2 separate regions of the Mus musculus genome follow, and region 2 is linked to region 1. The links are chromatin contacts, called in public Hi-C maps. All regions are on one chromosome and are shown on one strand. The core of a region is the stretch at or near the end of the contact, and the rest is flanking DNA. Distances in the headings are between cores, read along the strand shown. Region 1 overlaps Gpr107 (G protein-coupled receptor 107). Region 2 overlaps Fnbp1 (formin binding protein 1).

Region 1 (5,676 bases), core at 679-3,178:
AAATGTAATAAATAAAAGAACTTGGTAGTTGCTGTGGTGGGGCAGCTCTGACCCTGCACAGACACCATTGTAACACGTCTGCACCCGTGAGGCACTCTGAGAAAAGAGCTGCTTGTGGTGGTTTGAGTAAGAATGGCCCCCTAGGGTCTAGACTCTCACTCACTCTCACTCTCTCTCCCTCCTCCTCCTCCTCCTCCTCTCTCTCTCTCTCTCTCTCTCTCCCTCTCTCTCTCTCTCTCTCTCTCCAGGCTCTCACTCACTCTCTCACTCTCACTCTTTCTCCCTCCTCTCCCTCTCCCTCTCTCTCTCTCTCTCTCTCTCTCTTTAGATCAGGATGTAGCTCTCCAGCACCCTGCTGCCATGCCTGCCACCATGTCCCTTGCCATGATCAAACTGTAAGCAAGCCCCCAATTAAACACTGTCCTTTATAAGAGTTGTTGTGGCATGGTGTTTCTTCAAAGCAATAGATCAATAACTAAGACTGTACTAAAAATGGTCTATGAAGCCACTGTGACCTAAAGAGCCCCAAGACGGTATTGGAACCGTGTTCTATGGAGAGGTCGCTCAGAATGAGGCCATGCCTCCACCAGCCTGCAGCTCTCCCATCACCACATCTTTCTGAAGTGGATGTAAAATGGAAGGCTCTTTAGAATACTTCTCCTGCCTTTCCCTCAGGAACAGAAGGCAAGAAAGGATGACTAGAGGTAGGGCCCGTCAATCAAGTTATCAGCATGTCCCCAAGCCAGTGCTGTAAGACAGAGAGTTGGAGCAAGGAAGAATCCTGCAGGTTCCAGGGCCAAGCAGCCAGTAGATCTTGGCTGGAGCACAGAGAGCCACTGCACACTCTCTTATGAGACTCACCCAGGCGCCTCAAAGCTATGGACAGAGAGATGCTTCGGCAATGTGGTGGGAATGAAAAGGGCAGACTCAGGCAGCTGCTCCTTATCGCTTCCCTCTGGGCTTCTTCAAGTTCAGCCAAAGGGACTCGAGAGAGCAGGGGTACACACGAGCCCAACCAACATTCTCCAAAAGCCACGCTCAACAGCTCAACAGCATCTTCCCGCTTCCTCAGCCTCACTGCGCCTACACAAGCCGGAGTCATGGTGAAGGCCAGGGAACAAGGCAATAGAAGACGAAGTGGAGCACCAGGCTCCAGCTGACCCTGGGGCCTCCACACCCTCAACAGACTGAGGCTGGCTGTCCTAAGACAGGCAAGACCCACAGAGAGTGGCCAAGGGGCCGGAGGACCCACCACATACTAGGAACCAGCAGCCAGCGCCTGCCCCACAGGCAAGGCCACACTGTGGTGACACTGACCCTGGCCTGCTAGCCCAGTATGCTGATACCCATGCTTCTCTGGGGAACTTCCTCCATGGGAACATGGCTTCTTTGACTCTGGAAGTTGTTTTTCGAAGAACAGAGTAAAGTCCACACTTATGGGTCAGTTCAAAAACACCCTGTAGAGAAGAGTCCCCCATTCTGTCACTCGCCTTTCTTCTGGACAAGGGGTTCTGTGAGGGTGTAACTCCTAGGCTGGGATGCAAGATCATTTTTACAAATAGAGAAGTCACATACTGCCACCCAGTGGAAGGCAGAAGAACAGCCTCGTGTGACCCTGATCTATACACCCACAGTTCTCAAGCTGGAGGTCCTGACCCCATTGAGGGTTTAACACACAGGGGTCACCTAAGACCATCTGAAAACACAATTGTTTACATTACCATTCATTACAGTAACAAAATTAGTTATAAAGTAGCAAAAAAATCACTTTATGGTTGGGGTCACCACAACATGACAAACTGTATTAAGGAGTGGCAGCGTTAGGAAGGTTGAGAAAAAGATAACTTTTCTGCAGACTGTCTTCATTGCAGGACCTGCCGTGCTGTCTACCCAAGGCTAAGTTCTTTCTTGCCATCCTCAACCAAGAGCACTGTGGATGAATCATCACAGACCAATCTCCAGTCACACCCAGGACAAGATGGAGGACAAAGCAGGGACAGCAAAATGGGCAGAAGCTAGAATGACAAGTAGCGAAAGATGGTAAAAAAGGGCCAAAGGCCATCCCATCACCAGGGGACCACACAGCCTAGGAGACAATCAGGCAGAACTTTCCACTTGGGGAGCACTACCTCTAGGATATTAATTTAGAAACACCAAAACGTGCAAGGAGAAAGGTAGCATGAGACAGGAGGATCTCTGTGAGTTCCAGGGTAGTCAGTGAGACTGGTCTCAAAGAACAAAACCAAAACACAAAACCAAAAACACAAAAAGGGCTGGAGAGGTGGCTTAGCGGTTCTGAGCACTGGCTGCTCCCCCAGAGGACCTGGGTTCAATTCCCAGGACAGTACCACAGCTGTCTGTGAATTACTCATATGGAATATAGACTATATGCAGGCAGAACAATGCGCACATGAAATGAAGGAATGAAGGAACGAATGAATGAATGAATAAATAAAATCTCATCTTAATACACTGAGGACGGGCAGTGGTGGCGCACACCTTTAATCCCAGCACTTGGGAGGCAGAGGCAGTCGGATTTCTGAGTTCAAGGCCAGCCTGGTCTACAGAGTGAGTTCCAGGACAGCCAGGGCCACACAGAGAAACCCTGTCTCAAAAAATCAAATAATAATAATAATAAAACCCTGTAAAAAGCCCCTATGCATTAAGTTATAAAAGCAATGCCACCTTTTAATATAATGTACATACAACAACAATGGGCTCAAAACACTCCTGAACATAGCCAGGCAGGCTTTCTCCCAGACCAGGTGATTCCTAAGGCTCTCTTCTGCCCACTGCAGAGGGTGGCAAGGTTACAGGCCTGATGCCCAAACAAACTGCCTGTGCTCCAGCTGCTGAGGGTGTGATGCGGGGTGGTGGTGGGGGGAGGGGGTGCCAAAGCCCTTGGGAAGAAAGAAGAAGGAATGACAGGAAGTCTGAATCTCAGCACTAGAGAGAACCAAAGCTGGCCCTGAGCACGTGTGGAGGCCTCGACGGGCAGTGAGCGCCTCCTATACAGGGCTGCCCAGTGCTGCAGAAGCCTGGACAGTGTATGGGCTATTCTAGGCCCAAGCTGAACAGAACATAAATACCCAGTGAGCACAGTCAGGTCTTGAAGAGAACTGAACCCTCAAAGCCGGGAGTCCTGTGGACACAGCCGGGAGGACGGGCAGCTCAGTGGTAATGTCCACGTTGTACTTCATCTCAACACCAAACCCACTAAACAACCCCCAAAATAAAACAAAGTGATCTACGTTATCAAGCCTAGAAAATGATATATAGCTAGCGTGTTTTGTCTAAAATGAATCCATACTTTTCTAACAACAACTGCTCAGTGATGAAGTTCTGGGGTGCAGCTAGGGGAGCAATTTCATGTGTTCCAAGAGCTGTTCCCCACCCTGTGGGCCAGTCCGCAGACTGGTGTAGAGCAGAAACACATGGGTCATTCTCTGCTGGGCATCAGGTGCAAAGGCAAGCTCGCCTGCAGACATCAGAGCTCAGGGCTGGACACCAGGCAACACAGAGCTTTATTGGCCTGAGTCTCTCACTTTGGAGAAACACAGGCATGCACTGTGTTGCAGCAGCCAGAAGGAAGCCACACGCTGCCACCTCCACCCCCAGACCCAGTGTTCCCACAGCCCACTGCTCTCCGACCTTTCCCAGACTCCAACAGTCTCTCCTGAGACAAGACTTCCTATTGGATTTGGTTTTGAAAGGTGAAGATCTTTAATCTGAGCAGGCAGATGGACCTCTGAGTTTCAGGCCAGCCTGATCTACAGAGTGGGTTCTAGGACAGAGAAACCCTGTCTTGAAAAACAAAACAAGCCAGGCGTGGTGGCACACGCCTTTAATCCCAGCACTCGGGAGGCAGAGGCAGGCTGATTTCTGAGTGTGAGGCCAGCCTGGTCTACAGAGTGAGCTCCAGGACAGCCAGGGCTACACAGAGAAACCCTGTCTCAAAAAACCAAAAACCCAAAAAAAAAAAAAAAAAAAAGAAAAGAAAAACAGAACAAAATTTTTTAGTAATTAAGAAAATAAGTAAAGATCACAATGAAAATGGCCAGCAGAAGTGACCCATGGCTGTTGCCCCAGGCCTCCCTGTAACACAGCACCTGCTGCCCCCCAGAGTGTGTCCCAGCCCTGCCTCTCCTGTCCCCGATCCTGTCCCGGTGGTCAGGGTGAATGTCAGTGCAGCCCAAGGAGCACGGGGAGCAGCAGACACTTGCCTTTTCCATCTGTGGCGGAGGCTTCTTGTAAATGCCTGATTGACCTAAAAATAACCACGCGGAGACAAAGGTTAGTGGGCGAGCCTGCATTCGCTTCTATTTATGGCTCTAGAAGCTTGGGACCCAAGCCCCATTATAAACCAAAGTATCTGGACCAGATGACTAGACAGCCCCCTCCTTAAAACAAGAGACCAGTGTCAGTCCACCCTTGGCCTGGTGCTCAGGTTGGGGGGAGAGGACCTCTGCTGGCAGAATCAGGGCCAGCAGGAGGGGCGAGAGAAACAATTCTGCTCTCACTCCGCAGACTCCCCTGTCCCTCTGAAGACTAGCAGCACTGCTAGGCAGGGAAAGGACCCCAGAGAAAGTGACTGCTGATTCCTAGCAGCTGTGACGGTCTGGGGCTTGACACGAGCTCATTGCACTTGGTAAGATTCACAGACCTGGAAGAGGCCAGTCTCTAATAACTAATCACCACCATTATGGTCTAGACAGGGGACAGTAACATTATTAAAGGTGCCTTGGAGACAGGCACTGTGGTGCAGGCCTGCAATCCCAGCATTCAGGAGGCTGACACAGGAGGCCTGCTGAGAGTTCAAGACCACCCTGAGCTATGGTGAGCATCAGGCTGGACAGAGCTCCCCAGTGAATCCCTGCTCAAAGAACAAGACATAAAATCAGAAAGACTTGGAGCTGCAGGTACAGCTCACAGCCACAGGGGAAAGCCTGCATTGAGCAGACAGACAAGGACGTGCAAGGGAATCGAGCCAGGGATTCGCAGGCAGGGCTCCTGTTCTAAGGCTGACCCTCTTATCTATAGATAAACCACTTCTAAAGCCTCAGTAAAATACCCAGCTTCATGAGAAATGAGCACATCAATGCTACCAGCATAAAGGTGATTTATGACAGTGCTGAACCAAGGCTGGCTGGATCAAGTATTTCAAAAATTTAATAGTGCTATTTACTTGTATTGAACTCAATGTGTACGTGTGTGCACACGCACATGTGTGCATGGCGGAGGACAACCTGCTGGTATTGGTTTTCTCCTTTTCCCATGTGGGTCCCAGGGATAAAACTCCATCTCAGTGGCCCACTGATACGGTTTCTTCTATATTTATTAAAACCTCATCTCTTACAGCAATTTTCAGAATGTGCACAAGGAATCTTGTCATTAGGCACCTGCTCAGAGCTGGATCAGGTGACAAGAAATGACCACTAGTAGCTCTATGCTTACGGTGGTTGAATGAGAATGCCCCCCATAAGCTCATATACTTGAGTGCTGTGTCTCCAGCTGGTGGGACTGTTTGGGAAGGATTAGGAGGTGTGACCTTCTAGAAGTGGGCATGTCACTGGAGGTAGGTTGTCTTAGTTTTGGGTTTCATTGCTGTGAAGAGACACCATGACCAAGGCAACTCTTATAAAGGACATTTAATTGGGGCTGGTTTACAGGTTCAGA
Region 2 (5,405 bases), core at 899-3,398, 170 kb after region 1:
GGTGGAGCTTGGGGGAGTACCGAGGTGGTCCTTCGCACCTTTGAGCCACTCTCTCCTTTCCTGGTACAGAAGTACTCAAGGCTTTGGCCACAAGCCCCTGTGAAGGGTGCCCCACAAGTATGAGCTTGAGGAGGTTGGCGTCTCCCTCTGGGCAGTTGGTAGCTTAGCATCAAGTCAGAGGATGAAAGACAGGGAAGTCTTACAAAACCAGAGACAGGGACAGAGAGGGCAGGTCCTCAGGGTTGGGCCTGTGCTTTGTCCACGGTTTGTGGAAGTGCTGACATCCATGCATTGGGGCCAGTATTACAGACATTTTGTGAGGTACCACCTCAGAGCAGAGGGGAGGGTACCAAGGTGGGGGAGCAGCTGACAAGGTGGGCCTGGCTTTGGGTTTCAAGAGCAAGCAAGGATTAGCTTCAGGCTTTCTTGGCCCCGCCTCCTCCCCGTAAGGCCAAGCCCGGCACACTGCCCTCTGCCCTCTGGGACCCCTGTGAGGCTGTTCAGGACTCACATGAGGAAGACCTAGGGGACAGTATGGAAGTCTGGTACCTAAGAGTCAGGGTCTCAGCGCTGACACAGTTAGTCTGACCTGTGGCCCAGGCAGTTTCGCTCCAGCAGGTTACCAGGCATCTAACTCCAGAACCTCTGACTTTCAGCAAGTTGGGCTGACCACAGCCCCCTCCAGAGTGTTTTTTATGGGTCTGTTCACAGATCTCATTAATGCATGAAGGACAAGGAAAGACTTGCCACAAAGGTAAAATGGAGAGGCTGCCAGTCTTCTTCAGATGACCTTTAAAGCCTGCGCCTGTCCCTGTGTCCCCTCACTTCTTTTTTAATTTCCTGTACTACCTTACATCCAGAAAGGATGGTGGATGAGCGTCTTCAGGCCGTTCTCTGAGAAAGTCGGTCTGCCGTGGACATCCTGTGGAACTGTACTGGCTCTGGGGGGAAGGGAATGCAGGATTTCCCCAGAAGCTCTACACTCCCTGTCCCCAGGACCCACTGCCTGTCACCCCTAGCTGCTAGTGTGCTGAGACAAGAATGACTCACTGTAAAAGAACCTGCCCTGCAGATGACTTAGAGATGGAAATAAAAGGAACGTGACATTTACCGCTTTTTTTTTTTCTATGCAGGACGTGAAGCTGCAATGGCCCCTCCCTCTAGGCTGAGCATGCTTATCCAGGGCCCCAGCCCAAACAACACACAGGGAGGCCATTAATGCCTTCTGGTGGCATCTGTAGTGAACGTAGAATGTCCACATGAAGTTAAAAAAAAAAAGTTCCGTTCCTGCCAGTATTTTTCCCAGAAATTGCCGTTTTGTGATTCCTTTTGATTTTGTGTCTGTATAACATCCAAAATGTCTCTAATACTGGCCCCAACTTCTCTTTTAACCTGACATCAAGCACCTTTTAAATCATGCGTGTGCAAGTTCGTGTATGTGTGTGTGTGCCTCTGTATGTGTGTGTGTGTGTGTGTGCGTGTGTGTGTGTGTGTGTGTGTGTGTGTGTGCGTGCTAATTCTAAGCCTTGAGGGCAGGGCACTGTTGGGAAGGCCCTCAGAGCTGTCAGGTCTTGGTCTTGCCTGTGACTCTGGAGGTGGAATTAAAACCAAACAAAGTGCTTTCAGTAGAGAGCACTCTTACCCATGTAATTAAATGTTAGTCCTTTCAATGTTAAATAAAGTATAACTTCTAGTGTACCTGGTTCTCTGTTGTATGAAGAAATGACGCTGGGCCTGGGGAGATGGCTTAGTGGGTAAAAAGCTGAGCACAGCAGGCGCCTGCCTGAACCCTCAACACTAGGGGGTGGCAGAAGCAGGTAGAGTTCTGTGAGTTCAAGGACAGCCAGGACACCCAAGGTTACACAGTGTGACCTGCCTCAAACAACTTAAGAAAGTGACAGAGAGCAATACCCAATGATAGTGATCTGGTCTCCTATATGTGTAAGTTGATGAAACACACCCATAAAAAATTGCACACACACACATACACACTCAGGGAGGGAAGGATTCTAGTCACAGAAGCTCCCAAGGCTGATGGCTGGCCTCTGGTCTTCTCTATCACTATGTAAACTCAAGAGGAGTCACTGTACCCAGGGAAAGGCTAGGGACCTCCTCATCTATAAATGTCACTTCCACGTCCTATCACAGTGACACATTGTGTCCAGGAATGGCAGGCATGTGGGGGAAGTAGTTCTGATGGGGGTGACTCCTTGGCAAGTGAGCATTTCCTTTTTTGCCCCTCCTCCTCCAGCTGGTTGGCCTCTGCCCTCAGGGATGCCAATGTGTGTGGGGGGAGTTTAAGCAAGGAGGACATGGTCACGGTCCACTTATGCCCCTCTTCCCGATGACTAGGCTAGATCTGTAAACCAGGTCAGCACTCTTTGAGTCTAAAGGACCACATGCAGGCCTGGAGTGTTGGCACACACCCTCAATTTCAGCACTCAGAAGGCAGAGACAGGAGGATCTCTGTGAATTCCAGGCCAGCGTGACTACATGGTGAGTTTCAGGCCAGCTAGGACTACATAGTCAGACCCTGTCTTAAAGCGGGTGGGTGGCACATGCCTGATACCCACTGGCTTGCCTGTTGGAGAGCAAGGTCCCACAGCTGGCTTTGAAAGACTGTAATACTCAGGAGGTAGACACAGGAGGGCCAGGGCCAGTTCAAGGCTGGTCTGGGCTAATAAATTACCATTCATCATAGGGACAATGTGCTGGAGAGTACCAGGTGACTGTTGCTAGCAAAAGATTAATTTTGGAAAGCCATTTCCAGAATGTTCTTTGAAGACTTGGTTGTTCCTTCAGAAAGGACTTTAGATCTGAACCAGGTATCTCTTTGGCTCTGACACTCTTAACAAAGCAGGTGACATGGCTCCAAACCAGGGAGTGGGCTGTAATTGCTATCCTGGTACTGGGGTTGCAGAGACGTTCTTAATTCACAAGATCAGAACAGTCACATGCTCTTGGGCTGGGTTTCTCCAAATACCAGCTCCAAATATTCTGGAAATACCAACTGGCCCAGGCACCCTCAGCGCCCCCTTGCCCTGGCCACACCCAGGCCCCAGGCGCCTTGGTGAGAGAATGTCGACCCCTAGTGGAAGAAAGCAGAACTGAAGTAGCATCCCTAAGTGACTATGGAGGAAGCCTAAGGGGCTGGGAAATCCCTCATCTCCCCTCTTCCCCTCCAGTATCAGCTTTGTGAGACCCCAAGTCACACTCTTAACTGCTGCTGCTGGGCAGTAGAATGGCTCAGGGGATGGAGGCAGCAGAGTCTTTGTGGCTCCCAAATCAGAGAATCAAAAGAAAGGACTCTCAAATTGCTGCTATCAAACATGAGCACTGTGTTCTGAGAAAGTAGGTGGTGGCTGGGCAGTGAATGTGGCAGCTGTAACCTGGGTTTTCAGGAGTTCCAGGCCAGCCTGGGCTACATAGCAGAACCCTGTTTCTGCAAAAAAATTAAAAGGTAGACTAAGCTTGGAGGGATAGATGTCTCCTGACTCTGCCCATCACTCAAAAAGAATCCTCATTTCCCTAGTCCCTGCAGTCCTTCCCTCTGGTGTCCAAATATGGGAAGACAACCAACCAGCGCCCAGTAGCCCCTCGGTGTCATATAAGGTACCCATTAGACTCCATCTGGAACATACTCGTCCCTGTCCAGTTGGTTTTTAGTGACATCAACTAGGGACAAACTGCCTTTGTCCTTAGAACCAGGCAGGCAGGAAGGATATTTCCAGTCCTGCAGTGTCCTGCTGGACAGTGCCCCAGAAAGGGACAGCACCAGTCTGTGCGGCCTCACACACACACACACACACACACACACACACACACACACACACACACCTCTCCATGTGAGGACCTCAAGGTTAGCTGCTCTATTTTCAGGGTCCAGGTTGGTACTGGTGCATCTATACCAATTTTCTCTGCTCCATTCTCCTGGTCCCGGAGAGAGAGGAAGCCTGATGCTAAAATTCTACTGATTTCTGGCTCAGAATTAGGTAGACTCAGGATGGTTGTCTTTGCCTTGGATCTAAAGCAGAACATGGACAGAAAGTACGCGCTTGCAGTCCATGCAACTTTGTGGACAGAACCGTAGACAATTAGAAATTGCATGGGTCCCCAAGGGCCAGCCACCTGCTCTGCAGTGATGGATGGTCACCTGCTTCCACAGAGAGGCACCGTCCTTCCCAGACTCCTCCTCAAAGAACCTGCCGTAGGGCTGGAAACTGGTCCCACCTCCCAGGCCCCAGGAACTTCTTCTGTGTCTCAGCTTGGGTAAATAGCTACCGACTAGTTGAGTTGCTAGATAGGTTCACCAGAGCATCTTAAGAGCTGAGTATTTATTTCAAGAAAACTACAGGTATATGTTGAGGCAAATCAGGGTCATTTCTAGCTTGCTCATTTTCCCACAGTTACCAAGCCCCTGAAATAACTCCAGACAGAATTTCACCTTGGGAAGCCCCCCACAGGTAGTAACTTGTTACATGTAAACAGAGGTGGGGCACAGGGACTCGTGTAGTCTAGACCGGCCTCCTCGTTTCATCAGGTGGCCAAGGTTGACCCTTCTGCCTCCTCCTGTAGTTTCTAACTCAAGCCGGTTCCACCAGTCCTGGATTAAGTGGTGGGGACTGAATCCATGCATATCAGATAGATGGATTCTCTATCAACAGAGGCATATTCCCAGTTCTAAAGGTGACTTTTTGTTTAGTGGACTTTTTGTTTGTTTTGAGATGAAGTCTATAGCCCAGGCTAGCCTCCAGCCCACTATGTAGCTGATCTTGAACTCCTGACCCTCCTCCCTCTGCCTTGCCAACGCTGGTCTAGAGATCATCATTGCTTCTGGCTTTGGGAAGGTTTTAACCTTGGTTTCTATTCTGTGCTCCTAAGCCCTTCAGTATGGCGGGACATCAATGGCCACAGTCAACTCTCCCACACAGAACTGATTAAACGTGGGACCCATAACAGGCTTGACCACTGAGTTACACCCCAAGTCCCTAACTGAATGCTTTTAAAGTGATACAAACTCTAATTCTTCTTCCCCCAGAAAGCAAATATAGATGGGACTGGAGTTGGGAAGCCAATATGTGGGATGTGCTGGCCACTAACACATCCCTGCTGGGCCCTCTGTGTGGTTGGTGGGTTGGTGGGGTAAAGATACAGTTGGTATTTCAAGTGTTCCACCAGCTCTTGCCAGAAGCTTCCACAGGGTCTCTGGCTGTGTTCATCACCACTGAAGGCAGACGCCACAGTGTCACAGTACAAGCTAGGGGCAGGAGAGGAACAAGTATTTATTGTGACATTCTGAACACAAACCAGACTGCGTCACAGTAGTGCAATGAGCTAAGGGCTCTACAACAGAGACTTCAAAAGATGGCAGCCAACAGGGCACGTCCCAGCAGCAGCCGGCCATG

Evidence for each region. Hi-C and Micro-C count contacts between places; a contact is called where the count stands out from the background.
Region 2: a Hi-C map of bone marrow-derived macrophages shows a contact between it and region 1, with 24 read pairs. The contact joins two enhancer-like sites. A contact is called at or near these places in 11 of 39 promoter capture datasets (the 3T3-L1 cell line, the C10 cell line, the HPC-7 cell line and 6 more), 1 of 15 datasets of contacts at CTCF or cohesin (large pre-B cells), 5 of 484 Hi-C or Micro-C datasets (bone marrow-derived macrophages, cranial neural crest, nephron progenitors and 2 more), 1 of 115 datasets of contacts at active chromatin or transcription factors (Th17 cells) and 4 of 9 other capture datasets (adipose tissue, embryonic stem cells, liver and 1 more).

The regions. Positions count from the first base shown.
Region 1 is chr2:31,190,438-31,196,113 of GRCm38.p6, reverse strand. It overlaps Gpr107 (G protein-coupled receptor 107), which reads right to left. Exons shown (of 18, transcript NM_178760.4): 14 at 4,224-4,267. Among named protein-coding and RNA genes, the nearest start is that of Gm22516, 3.6 kb to the right of the region's middle. Within about 2 kb of position 1,928, at least 8 of the 459 cell types and tissues checked have an H3K27ac peak or open chromatin away from gene starts, as enhancers often do. A contact at or near this core is called in bone marrow-derived macrophages, where this site is marked.
Region 2 is chr2:31,022,499-31,027,903 of GRCm38.p6, reverse strand. Fnbp1 (formin binding protein 1) reads left to right here. Exons shown (of 17, transcript NM_001177648.1): 17 at 1-1,698. It overlaps Usp20 (ubiquitin specific peptidase 20), which reads right to left. Exons shown (of 25, transcript NM_028846.5): 25 at 5,249-5,405. Among named protein-coding and RNA genes, the nearest start is that of Gm39786, 29 kb to the right of the region's middle. Within about 2 kb of position 2,148, at least 62 of the 459 cell types and tissues checked have an H3K27ac peak or open chromatin away from gene starts, as enhancers often do. A contact at or near this core is called in bone marrow-derived macrophages, where this site is marked.